3 separate regions of the Mus musculus genome follow, and regions 2 and 3 are each linked to region 1. Evidence: chromatin contacts called from public ChIA-PET and HiChIP or PLAC-seq data. All regions are on one chromosome and are shown on one strand. The core of a region is the stretch at or near the end of the contact, and the rest is flanking DNA. Distances in the headings are between cores, read along the strand shown.

The links. ChIA-PET counts read pairs in DNA pulled down with a chosen protein or histone mark. HiChIP or PLAC-seq counts read pairs in DNA pulled down with a chosen protein or histone mark.
Region 2: a contact with region 1 is called in an RNA polymerase II ChIA-PET map of memory CD8 T cells, with 7 read pairs. The contact joins two enhancer-like sites. A contact is called at or near these places in 1 of 15 datasets of contacts at CTCF or cohesin (embryonic stem cells), 2 of 484 Hi-C or Micro-C datasets (both in embryonic stem cells) and 1 of 115 datasets of contacts at active chromatin or transcription factors (memory CD8 T cells).
Region 3: a contact with region 1 is called in an H3K27ac HiChIP or PLAC-seq map of microglia, with 5 times the contacts expected there. The contact joins two enhancer-like sites. A contact is called at or near these places in 1 of 15 datasets of contacts at CTCF or cohesin (the NIH/3T3 cell line), 1 of 484 Hi-C or Micro-C datasets (bone marrow-derived macrophages), 5 of 115 datasets of contacts at active chromatin or transcription factors (bone marrow-derived macrophages, embryonic stem cells, microglia and 1 more) and 2 of 9 other capture datasets (embryonic stem cells and liver).

What each region holds. Positions count from the first base shown.
Region 1 is chr13:9,178,018-9,182,290 of GRCm38.p6, forward strand. No RefSeq gene overlaps it. Among named protein-coding and RNA genes, the nearest start is that of Larp4b, 86 kb to the left of the region's middle. Within about 2 kb of position 2,419, at least 84 of the 459 cell types and tissues checked have an H3K27ac peak or open chromatin away from gene starts, as enhancers often do. A contact at or near this core is called in memory CD8 T cells and microglia, where this site is marked.
Region 2 is chr13:8,781,758-8,786,030 of GRCm38.p6, forward strand. No RefSeq gene overlaps it. Among named protein-coding and RNA genes, the nearest start is that of Wdr37, 87 kb to the right of the region's middle. Within about 2 kb of position 2,099, at least 19 of the 459 cell types and tissues checked have an H3K27ac peak or open chromatin away from gene starts, as enhancers often do. A contact at or near this core is called in memory CD8 T cells, where this site is marked.
Region 3 is chr13:9,502,126-9,506,398 of GRCm38.p6, forward strand. The region is part of intron 2 of Dip2c (disco interacting protein 2 homolog C); the gene reads left to right. Among named protein-coding and RNA genes, the nearest start is that of Gm36423, 170 kb to the right of the region's middle. Within about 2 kb of position 2,521, at least 8 of the 459 cell types and tissues checked have an H3K27ac peak or open chromatin away from gene starts, as enhancers often do. A contact at or near this core is called in microglia, where this site is marked.

The sequences.
Region 1 (4,273 bases), core at 1,169-3,668:
AACTGTCTGGTCACGTTCTCACTGCATCCTCCCACCCCCACCCCACCCACACACACACTACTCTAGTGACCTTAAGGCGAGCCTACCTGACAGGGAAGTAAGATGTGTGGGAGCTTCTTGAAGGATCTGCCTCCCATCGTAACTCTCTGGAAATGGCCTTCTTTATTTTGGGGTCTCGGTTTAAGATAGGAGAATGGCAGAGACTTAAAAACAGCCATCTTGAGGACAGGGCATAGTAACAGAATTTGGAGAACCACAGAAAAGGACTGACAGCATAAAGCCCTTAGCCACACTAGTGTAGAAGCCATAACTGCCCTTAGGGTCTTCACAAGTGCATTTAACAGTCCGAGACTGTCCACAGCAAAGGGCTGAGTTCAGTTTACTTGTCTGTCTCAGGGCGTGGCACTCCCAAGGTCTTAATGGAATTTTTTCACCTGGCACCTGTTCAATGGAGACTGGACTGTGACCCACTGGCAGGTGTAGGCATCGTACCCAGGCCAAGCCATTGTAAAGAGGCTTCCTAGGAGAGATGAGTGGGTGGGTCCTGTGTTTCCAGGTTTTCCCATAGAACAGGTAGACACGGTAAGGACTGAGGATCCACATGGAAGCATCTTGGTGCCCCAAATCCTTGGACTTTGTCAGCTTAACATTCACCTTCCTCCAGGGTCTACTGCTGGCCTCTCTCTGACACCCCTAATCCCTACAGAACCCTCTGTGTTTGCACTCTTTCTAGGTAGTTTTCCCAGGTTCATACCTGTGATTATACTTAATCACGGGGCTTATAATCCCATGTCCATCAATGCCCCAACCTGAAAAACCTGGGTGGTCAGCAGTCCATTGTGTCTTCTCCCTGCAGACAGTAGAGGCCAGTGGTGTCCTCAGAGACCCTCCCCATGTCCCTGCCCTGCCACCTGCAGGTCAGCGTCTCAAAGATGCTGCAGCAGCATGAGTATACATTCCAAAACCTAGAGGGAGAATAGCTTGATGCATGGTTTTTAAACTAAGAACTGCCGCCCAAACTGCACATCTCATTGGTCAGAAAATGGACTCTTGGACCACTTAGGGCCACCCAGGGCTTTGATCACAATCAGGACCATTAAGAAAGAAGGACAACTGGGCTGGCTAGTCTCATGTCAACTTGACATACAAACTAAAGTTAACCGAAAGGAGGGTACCTCAATTGAGAAAATGCCTCCCTAAGATCTAGCTTTAAGGCATTTTTTAAAATTAGTGATCTGTTGGAGAGGGCCCAGCCATTGTGAGCGGTGCAATCGCTGGCCCGATGGTCCTGGGTTCTTTCCATAAGGAAGCAGGCTGAGTGATTCAGGGGAAGAAACCTAGTGAGCAGCACCCCTCCATGGCCTCTGCATCAGCTCTGCCCGCCCCGCCCCCCCCCCCCGGGGTTCTGATCTGATTTCCCTCGATGGTGGAACAGCAGTATGGAAGTGTAAGCCAAGTCAGTTCTTTCCTTCTCCAACTTGCCTTTTGTTGCAGCAATAAAAACCCTAATAGCCATCAGTATGCCCAGAACTGGTGTTGGAAGGTGCTCCAGGGTCGTGTCCCCCCCCCCCCCCCCGCGTCTTGCTGGTCCCCCAGCTGCCAGGTGCTCAGCTACTTACTGACAGGCCAACGTGATTTTAGCATAAACTTGATGCAATACATCTAAGGTATTACACTCCTCCACTCCTGCTCCGCCCCACACCCTCTCCCCACAAAAGCAGTATTTCCACCTGTATCCTTAACCATTCAGACATCTGAGGCATCCTGAGCCTGTTACTCCTTGGCCTTGGGCAAGCTCTGATTCTAGACCTCCAGAGACCACTCACCCACGTTCAGCACATCCATGCCTTACATGCCTTTAAAGGGTCTTCAGTTCCCTGCTCCTCCCAGCAGCCCAAGGATCCCCCCCCACCCCCCGCAGGCTGTGGCCTCCCCTTGCCTCAGCTCCTGGGGCACTCACAGAGTAACTGACTAGCAGAGATGGGAGCTGTCACCCACCCACCTCTGACTTCATCTCCAAACGCTTACCCCTTCTCCATCCACACTGCCGCGTCCCCTTCCACAAACATACCACATTGCCCCATAGCAAAGCCTCTGATCGTCCAACACCTTAGTTCAAATACCCCGCGACATGGCCGTGGTCCTCACAGAGGCTGGCAGCCTGCGCCCTGCCACACACCGTTTGGTTTATAGCTGCACTATCGTAACTTAAAACTCATCGCGTTGTTTACTTGTTTTTTATTAGAATCCCCAGAGTAATCAGCCATCTACTATCTTCTCCTAGTGTGTGAGGTATTCACGGTGTTGTGGTGAGAATATGAAATTCTCCTTTAGGGTCATTTCTTTGAACAGTACCCTGAGGGTGGTGGTTTTGGAGCCTTTAGGAGGCGGAGCTTCACTGGAGGAAGTAGGTTAAACTAGGAGCAGGCCTGGAGGTTTAAGCCTCCCTCCTTGTTCTCCGTCAGCTTCCTAACTGTTACCGGTATGACCGCTGCTTCCTGCTCCTGTGGCCGGGACTTCCCCGCCACCATGGACTGTATCGCCATTGAGCTTTAACTGGAGATCAACCCTCATGTTCCTAGCTTATGCTCTCGTTTCCAGGCAGCGTGGATTCCAGCCCAAGGAACAGTACTGCCCACATTTAGGACAATAACAATCGGTGCAGTCAATGCAGTCTAGAGACTTCCTTACAGACGCACCCAAAGCTCTCTCTCCTGGGTGGTTGTAGGTCCTGTCAAGTTGAAATAGAGATTTAATGGTATTCTTGACTAGACTAAGTAAACAAAATATTGTTTCCCATATATAGAGGATTGTCATGGTTAAGGAGCATGGGGTTCTAAAGTCCAGAGAGCCCCCTGATACCTGCAGTGTCTGCTCGTGCATCTGAGGTCAAGGAAAAAAATGGGTTAACGCCACCGAAAGCATCCACAAATTGTTTTTTAGAATCGGGGAAACCGGGTCTCACTCCTCTTAGACACACAAGGAGGTAGGTTCATCTCCAGTGGCAACCACAGAGTCCCTAAAGGGCCTGTGAGGGTAGGGACTCTTTCAGTGAAGCGCTCCCATGGGACAGAGGCCACCTTGATGACAAGGGATCGCCCAGCCAGAGTGGTCTGCAACACAGCCCCCAGCGTGGCATCTATGCTCACTGTCAGATGCACAGCAAAGCAAATGTCCTGCGTGTCAGATATGTGGTGATCACATGCTGCTCACACTGTTCCCTCGTGCTTTGGAAATTTCCGGAGTCAGCTCTGCCTCAGTGCCTCAGGACCTCTCCCTAACCTCAGGTCAGGACTCCAATAAACAGGCAGAGAGAGAGCAAAGGGCCCAGCCTCCCACTTCCTGCCTCCTTGACTATTTGCCCAGCCTAGGTCAGGTAGCCAAAGACCCATTTGTTGCTGTTTGTTAAGTTCAGCCAAAGCTTGTAATGAGGCTCAGTAGGGTTAAACTCTGTACTGTGATATAAACAGCACGAGCCCTGTGTACAAGTGTGCTCATCCCAGTAAAACATAGAAAATGCTGGTGAAATTAATGTCAAAAGACCTTATTTGATTTGGCAGGCTGAAATACAGCGATTCCAACATGCATTGGTATAAAACAGGTCCCGTTTTTTTTCTTAATGTTGCTGGGTTTTGTTTATTTAGTTGGTTGGTTGGGTGTTTTGTTTTTTGTTTTTGTTTGTTTTTTGTTTGTTTTAAGACAAAGTCTCATGTATCCCAGACTGGCTTCTAACTCACTATGTAATTAAACATGACCTTGAACTTCAAATCTCCCTGCTTCCAGATCCTGAGTACTGCAATTATAGACTTGGAAGCTGTGTGTGGTCCTGGGGACTCAACCCAGGGCTTCATGAATGCTAGGCGAGCATGTTATACCACTGAGTTATACCCCTCCTACAGCACCAGCCCAGAACAGTTTTTATTCTTTTAATTTTTTTCTAACACTGAAAACGTTTGAAATCTCTGGTGTATATAGAAACTTAAAGGACTTGATTTCTAAAGGTCCGCGTCCTGACGATGCAGTGTAGGACTCACCACCACACGGGGGTGCTCGATCCTCACCCTAAAGCACTCGAGGGAAGTCCCTTTGTTTGCAGCAAGAGAAGGTAGGAGGATCTCTTTTGTACTCTTGTTTAAAAGGCAAAGACACCGAGCTTGGTCTTGAGACAGCTTCATCCTTTTCCTCCTGGTGCTTGTAGAAGAAATTTGGCGAGAGTTCTTCAGAGACTGCCGGAGACCCTACTGCTCATGGATGTGAATATTTAGATAGATTA
Region 2 (4,273 bases), core at 849-3,348, 400 kb before region 1:
AGGAGTGAAGGGGAACAAGGAAAGGTGGGGGCAAAGGAGGGGGAAGAGGAGGAAGGGAGGTGGGAGAGAATTGGGAAAAGGAGAAAGAAGAGAGGAAGAAGGGGAAGGAGAAAAAGAAGGGGACAAAAGGCGAGGGGAGAAGTCAGCCTTGGCACTGCAGCATGAAGTAGAAAAGAGGACGTGAAGGGCGATGGGCAAGAAGCTGGGGATGAGATGGGGCTACGTGATCCTATCCATTACACAGGTAAAGATTCTCACAGAAGGAATTCTTAAAAATAAAACTAAGGCCAGCAAGATGGCTCAGTAGGTAAAGATGCTTGCTAGCAAGCCTGGTGTGATGGTCTGAGTTGGATCCCCAGTCTGCACGTGATAAAATGAGGGAGCTGACACCCAGAGGCTGTCATCTGACCTTCGCATGCACAGCACACAGCATGTACATGCACACGCTCTAAATAAAAATAATAATAATAAAAGCTTAATAATTCAAATCAAAATGGCAGTCGCAGAACTGTACATCAGGTGAGGACTTCCATTTACCCAGGAAGCCAGATCCGATTATAAACATAACTAAACATGAATAGCTGACAACACATGCATTCAGCGACTGTGTTTCCAGCCCAAAGAGTGTCTGAACATGCACACAAATAGACATATAATGTGTTGTTCATAACAGAAAGTCTGCAAATGTGTGCCCAGGACAAGGAAGACTCAATGGAGCGTTCATAAGAATGTTTGTGTTAAGAGCAGCTGGAGACAGAATTGTCTCCATCATGACCCCAGAGCAGCAGGACTTCCTTAGTGTTCCTGCCCCTCCACTGGGGGCCATGGGCTTAGGGATGCTGGTCCCTGCATTGGCACAGAATGCCTCCAGTCTGACATACAAAATCACCACGTACCACTCCACAGCTGACTCCACACTGAGTCATTTTTCAAAATAAAGCAAAGTGTCAGGCAGGTTTCCGAAATTCCCTCACAGGCCTGGCAAGCAATGACCCCAGGGACTCCTGAAGGTGTGGGGAGGAGGCCAGAGCAGGGGATGTGGACAAGCAGAGCCAGGACATTCTGAAGGTTGAAATTAATCACCAGATGGCCTCGGAAGCTCATTTTCCACACGCCACCAACAGGAGTCAAATTTCTCATGCAATCTCAGGAAGCAAAAACAAATGAGCACTGGAGTAGCTTGAGGTTCCCTGGAACAGTATTAAGCACCTCTGATACCTAAGGTCCTGTGCTTGTGGCTGGGAGGTAGAGACAGATGAGCAAGGCTACCTGTGGGTAGCACGGTGTTCTGCTGCAGAAAACAGCTCTGTGGGTTTTACAGACATGGAAGTCCTGAGAAAGAGTGACATCCATCTGCTGATTCTTGTGGTAGGTAATGCTCCTTCATCCATGATCCAGGTAAAGAGACCTTCACAGCCCTGTCACTAGAACACCAGAGAATTCTGCATCCCAGAGGGCTAGGGGGCTGAACTTGGCCAAACAGATAAAAAAAAAAAAAGGTCACCAGTGTGTTACAAGACCCTAAATTTTCTAGAAAAATCTGGAACAAAAGAGAATCACCATGATCATGGATGCCGGGAGTGCTGACTCAAGATGGGAATCCCAGGTTTGGGGAGACAGAGACAGGAGGATGCCTGAGTCTTACTGACCACCCTGCTCTAGCTCTGTGGATGAGGTCCAGGCCAATAAGAGAGATCCTATCTCAAAGGAGGTGGACGTTTACCTCCCGTAACTCCAGCTCCAGAGGATCCAATGCCTTCTTCCAGCCGTCAAGGACACCTGCACTCACACATACATACTGAAACACAGATGTACACACATACACAGGAATAAAAGTAGAATAATAAAAGACCCTATTGGGCAGTGGATATAGTGCTCCTTTAGTGGATGCATCTTGATGGTGAGGGAAAGCAAGGGGAGAGTGAGCAGATAGCCTTGGCCACTAGGAACCAGGGAAGAACAACAAACTCAAAGTTTCTCTCCTTAGGCTTCCCTGTGAGGCTGGTGGTTGCTTTTATCTCAGGTGGAGAGAGCAGTGTGGCAACACCCTCCCATCTTGTGTTTGTGTGATCCTATTTCCTTCTGTGGGTTAAAGCTCTTCTGTGGGTTATTTTTCTCACGGTTCCAACAAAAGCAACTTACAGAGGCAAGCGTTCGTGTACCCCACAGTCTGAGGGCACAGCCCATCATCATAAGGAAGATGTGAAGTCAGGTGCATGACGAAGCTGGTCGGTCACATTGCATCTGCAGTCAGAACCCCAGCCCGTGGGATAGCACTGCCCTCATTCAGCACGGGTTTCCCTCCTCCGTTAACTCTTTCTGACAACACCTTCACAGACACCCCCAGGGCTGTGTCTCCTAGCAGATTCTGGATTTAGTTGAGCGGATAGTGACACTAACCATCACAGACTCCAGAGCCTTTAGCTCCTCTGCACACTCCTTTCTGGCCTACCAACTGCGCTTAGATGAACATATGTGCTTAGATGCATAGGTGACTATCTATGGCCATCAGTTCTGTCTCACATGGATCCTAAATTTACACAGAAACAGACGACACAACGCAGAGGGCCTGTCCTGACATGGAAGCTCCCTTCTCAGAGTATAGCTGTAGCTAGATCTTAAAATGAAGTCTTCTCTTCTGGGGGAGAAGGCTAATTGACAGAGCATCACTGTGTAGCTCTGGCTTTCCTGGAACTTTCTCCCTCCTCCACCTCCTCAGGCCTTGCATTGCAGACGTGTGCCAGGCAGCCTGACTGAAGGCGTGTTTAAAGCCCTATTTCCAGTGTTTGCTGGCTACTGCGGAGGTAGCCACAGAAGACCTGAAGGTGGGGGGTTTGCACTCTGAAGCTCCACCTCCATCCTGTCTGTCTTCGTCCATTAAGGCCCACCTCGGCAGCCGTGTGAAGATGCAGCCGCTGTGCACCAAGTTCCCTGTGGGATGTGTTCCCACTACTCACCCTTAAGAGATAAGAAGAGAGGGAAATCAGCAAGATGACGCTCAGGATCTCTGCATACGGCTTAGGAGTTGCTCACTTAGCTGTCTGTTTTGACAGATAACAGAAGGGTTTTGAGGTTTTTTGTTGTTTTTTTTTTTTTTTCCTCCAGAAGGCATCCCATATGTAGGCTCAGAAAATGGCACTCTCCCCCTTGCAGTAAGAGAGTGCATATGCACACATGCATAAGCTAACACACCCGCTTTGTCAAACTTCTCCGAGGCAGCTTTGGAGAGAACATCGTTTCTCCATTACCCTTCTTAGGACAGATATCTGTTACCCATCACATCCTAAAAACAATCATCTGTTTATTAAGGGAAGCCATCACATGTGGTGGCAAGAGCGCTTGCCGGGCTCAGAAATGAAAACCACGCCATGGTTTTTGATGAATTTGTTCTGTGCTTCTAAACACGATGTGAAAAAAGTTAATGAGTGAGGTCCAGGTAAGCCTGAGGGGCTTCTCTAAATCAGTGCATCGAAAGTCCTAGCACATTCCCAACAGCTTTAAGAGCGCTTGTTGATGGGCATATTTCAAAGCAAACAACGCCGCTGCTCTGACAAGCCAATTATATTACCTTACAGTGCCTACAGGCACATAAATTATACACTAACATATTGTAACCTACTTCTAAGAAAGCGGTGGTTCTCCGGCAGACCTGGCAGCATGTCTGCCCTCTGGTGGGCTCTCAGGGAAATAGTCTGTCCCAACTGCACCATGCCCAGGGAGTTAACAGAAAGCCAAAAGTGTGAGTTCAGAGCCTCAGGGCAGTGATCCGCATGCAGAGATGATCTCAAGGGAAGCGGACCTCAGAGTCCGTAGATGTGTGAGTTTAGGCACCTTTTAAAAAACGTTTTAATTGTTTTACTTTATGATTATAACTGCTTTTCTAACATGTATGTATGTGTACTACACGTGTGCCTGGCATCCTCAGAAGTCAGAAAAGGGTGTTAGGTCCTCTGGAACTGGAGTTATGGATGTTCATGAGCCATTGTGTGGGTTCTAGGGACCGAACTCAGGTCCTCTGAAAGAGCAACAATTGCTCTGAATTGTACAGCCAACCCTCCAGCCCCGAACAACCAGAATCCTAAGCTTTTGTTCTAGCTGATGTTAGCCAGAAGCCAGGAAGAGATGGTGAATTCTCTCAGCCTTCCATAGCCCTCATTGTGGGCTCTGCCTGACAATCTGCCAAAAGTGGTAGACAATTTCAAATCTTCTGAAGTGGCCCAAACAAATCTATTGAGAGCTTTCCTCTTTCTATACCAAGTTGGTACTCTCAACA
Region 3 (4,273 bases), core at 1,271-3,770, 320 kb after region 1:
GAAAATTGGACATAGTGCTACCTGAGGACCCAGCTATACCATTCCTGGGCATATATCCAGAAGATGCTCCAACATGTAATAAGGACACATGCTCCACTATGTTCATAGCAGCCTTATTTATAATAGCCAGGAGCTGGAAAGAACCCAGATGTCCCTCAAGAGAGGAATGGATACAGAAACTGTGGTACATTTACACAATGGAGTACGTACTACTCAGCTATTAAAAACGATGAATTCATAAAATTCTTAGGCAAATGGATAGAACTAGAAAATATCATCCTGAGTGAGGTAACCCAATTGCAAAAGAACACACATTGTATGCATTCATGAAAAGTAGATATTAGCCCAAAAGCTCCAAATAACCAAGACACAATTCACAGACTACATGAAGCTCAAGAAGAAGGAAGACCAAAGTGTAGGTGCTTCAGTCCTTCTTAGAAGGAGAACAAAATACACACAACAGCAAATATGGAGATAAAGTGTAGAGCAGAGATTGAAGGACAGGCCATTTTTCCTTCAATCTGTCCCACTGGGGATTCGTCCCATATACAGTTACCAAACCCAAACACTATTGTGGATGCCAAGAAGTGCATGCTGAAAGGAGCACGATATGGCTGTCTCCTGAGAGGTCCTGCCAGAGTCTTACAAATACAGAGGTGGATGCTCACAGCCAACCATTGGACTGAACGTGGGGTCCCCAATAGAGGAGTTAGAGAAAGGATCAAAGGAGTTGAAGGGGTTTGCAACCCCATAGGAAGAACAACAATATCAACCAACCAGTTCCCCAAGAGCTCCCAGGGATTAAACCATCAACAAAGGAGTGCACGTCTCCAGCTGCATATGTTGCAGAGGATGGCCTTGTCATGCATCAATGGGAGGAGAGGTCCTTGGTCCTATGAAGGCTCGATAGATGCCCCAGTGTAGGGGAACTGAGGGCAGGGAGGTGGAAGAGGGTGGGTGGGTGGAGGAACACCCTCAGGGGGCGGGAGGATGGGATAGGGAGTTGGGGGGGGGTGCGGGAAAGGGGATAACATTTGAAATGTAAATAAAGAAAATATCCAATTTTTTAAAAAGAAAAAAAAAGGCTTTTGAACAGTTCCTACTCTCAGTTTTTCTTTCTTGTGTGTATGATCCCTTTCCTTTTGAATATCTTGCTCACTACTCTACAGGCTTTATAAGTTTTAATTTCATCATTGAAAAAAGAACCACCTTGATATTCCAGGTCCATATGCCCTGGTACCTGTGACCTTGGTCAAGTTCCTTAAGTTTTCCAAGACCTGGCCTTTCCCTCTGTATTTGAAAACACTAACAGTCCCACTGTCTTCTAGAATTTCAGCAGTTTTTGGATCACACTGCAGTCCCTAATTTTACTGTAGCTGTAATTAAGAAATTATCTAGAAAGTAAAAAGTGCTTGTTGTATGGTTAGATAAGACATTTTCTACCTTTACTGTGCACTAAAACAGAAGAGGACACCACATAACGAAAAATTGAAACTTCATTCTGACATGGTGACAGGTTCAGTTCCATAGAGTTAAATACTCAATTGTTGATTTTTTTTTTTCTGTTTGAATATACCAGTTTGAATCTTTGTTGGGACAAAGTAAGATAAAATATAATGAATTAAATATTGACTCAAATACTATTTTTAAGCATTTTTTTCCAGCAGCCCATTGGAGCTCTTCTGCCTAGCTGAATCAACTTCTCTTTGAAAACATGTGTAGTAAACTGCATTTCCAATCCATAAAAGCAAGTGTCCAAAGTTACCTTACTGATAATTCCCATAGAAGGCTCATCAATCAACTAGGCAGTAGTCTTGACTCTTCTGGATCTCAAGAAGAGGTGAAGGGTGAAAGTGGTTCTGAAGAGGCTTATATTCATGAACTAGATAGGAAAGCCGTATTCACAGCACTGGGATTTACAGTTGGTGAATTTGGCAACTTGGAAATATGTTTACCTCTGCTGCTCCTGTCTGTTCCAAAATGCCAGTCAGTATGTAGCAAGAGAACATGAGAAACAATGACAAGTGCTAAAATGTGAAGGAGAGGCAAAGTGAGAACCACTACACTTGGGTACAGTCTCGACATCCTGGGTATCCCTCAGCAAAGACCTGAAAGAAGGAACCTGTGGGAAATGGCCACCTCTGCCCAGTCCTCATGAACATGCATACTCTCCAAGAAATGAAAGCTAACACGGCTCCATGTTTGGGCATAACAGGCAAGTCCTGCAGCCAAAGGTACTCTCTCAGAGCACTTACAGTGTCCTGAAAATAGTCTCAGCCACAGAGGCATTTCCTCAAGGCACGGGACACTCGAGATCTCTTCTAGGGGCAAACAATCAATCAAAATAAACGATCTATCTGAAAGAGGTCTGTTAGTGTTCTGCCACAAGAAGAGAACTAACTTGCAGCTCCTTAAGAGAAAATAAAGGGGAAATGATGAAACTTGTCAGAGGAGAGACAGTGTAAAGATTATAGCATTGTCTGAAGTGTAGCTCTTCTCAGTTGATGTCTTTTGGCAGGGATGAGGGAGGGGAAGTACCCATTTCTATTTAAGGACGGCCACTGAGAGTTTGACAGTGTGCCAGTGGGTTTATAAATAACACAAATTGGACTTGTTTTTATATTTCTATGTTTTATTCTTATTTTTACTTTTTTTTTTTTTTTTTTTTTTTTTTTTTTTTTTTTTGGATGGGAGAGGTCACAAAGGTGAGAGGAAGGGAAGGGAAGACCTGAGGAGTGAGTGTGATTGGGGTGCATGATGTGAATTTCCCGGAGAATCAGTAAAAATGTTATTAAAAAAAAGATTATAGCATCATAATGATGCACTTTTGGGAAAAACAAAAATGAAACACAAAAAGTAAATAGTGAGGTTTACCTAGAATTCCTAGACCCACACCAGTTACACTAGAAAGACAACCTTTGGGACACCCAAGGCCTCCATGTGTTATTTCTCTGTTATCTTTTCTGAAGAAGCTACTTGCAGTATCTCTTTAAAAGATGAAGAGAATTTGAAAATCTTCTCTTCATCTTTTAAAGAGGTGTGGAGGGGAGGGTATGGGGGACTTTTGGGATAGCATTTGAAATGTAAATGAAGAAAATACCTAATAAAAATAATTTTAAAAAAAAGATGAAGAGAAGAAAGACATGGAAGGATTCAAGGAACCAGTGACCTAAAATAATGCCAAACCAAAGCAAGTTCAGGATGAAAGGGATCCTAAACGGCGCCACAGATCCAATGACTCAGGTCGTTCATTAGCAGAGGAAGGGTCTCCACGTACACTTTAGTAAAAACTAACAGAGTGAGATGAAGAACCTAGTGGTAACTAGGTTGTGGGCTTTTTTGACCAGGGAGGAAAAGTATGAGAAGGGTCTGTTTTTATTTTGTTTTTCAGTTGGGGTGTTTTGAAATTATTGGCAAATAGGTACATTGAAAGGATGACAATGAGGAGAAAGGTCTAAATGTTAATCCCAGAGACTACGTTAGTCACATTTGGATGAGTTTGTTGTTTCATCATTTCAACGCAGTCCTGGTCTTGGATGAGGTAGAAACTGGTGGATGGAGAGAAGCCTGCTGCTGGAGGAGTCAGGGCTGTACATCAAGGTGTGGATGTCAGCCTGCCTGATGCAGAGCTTCCTGCCTTCATAAGGTTGACATAGTACAAGGGATACTGAGACAGGCTCATGTAAGAGAGCCGGTTGTCTGTTACTGAAATACAGGGACTTTTTTTTTTTTTTCTTTCGAGACAGGGTTTCTCTGTGTAGCCCTGGCTGTCCTGGAACTCACTTTGTAAACCAGGCTGGCCTCGAACTCAGAAATCTGCCTGCCTCTGCCTCCCAAGTGCTGGGATTAAAGGCGTGTGCCACCACGCCTGGCTATTTTTTTTTTTTTCATAGCTCATGTTTTATGTCTGTTTTCTTCTAGCTATTAGTGGTCTTTTCTAAAGAAACATTATCATTAGTACTCAGTGGGAGCAAGTTCTTTCTGCCTAAACTGTAAAGATGGACTCTTTCCTGTACTACTAAGTCTCAGCTACGTTGTGCTCCTTGGTGCTGTGTTACATCAGTAATTGATAGTCCAAGTTCACATACAAATAATCTGTAAAGTTTATTTTAAAGTTGACTTCAGTAATACTTATAATTTAAAATTTCTCAGGTCATTCTGTTTATTCTTAATCATCATCATCATCCTGTCTTGGGCTTCATGCTTCTTCCATGCTTTGTTGGGCATTATGACAAGACAAAACACTTGCCTCTACCCTGTCCACAATTGAAAG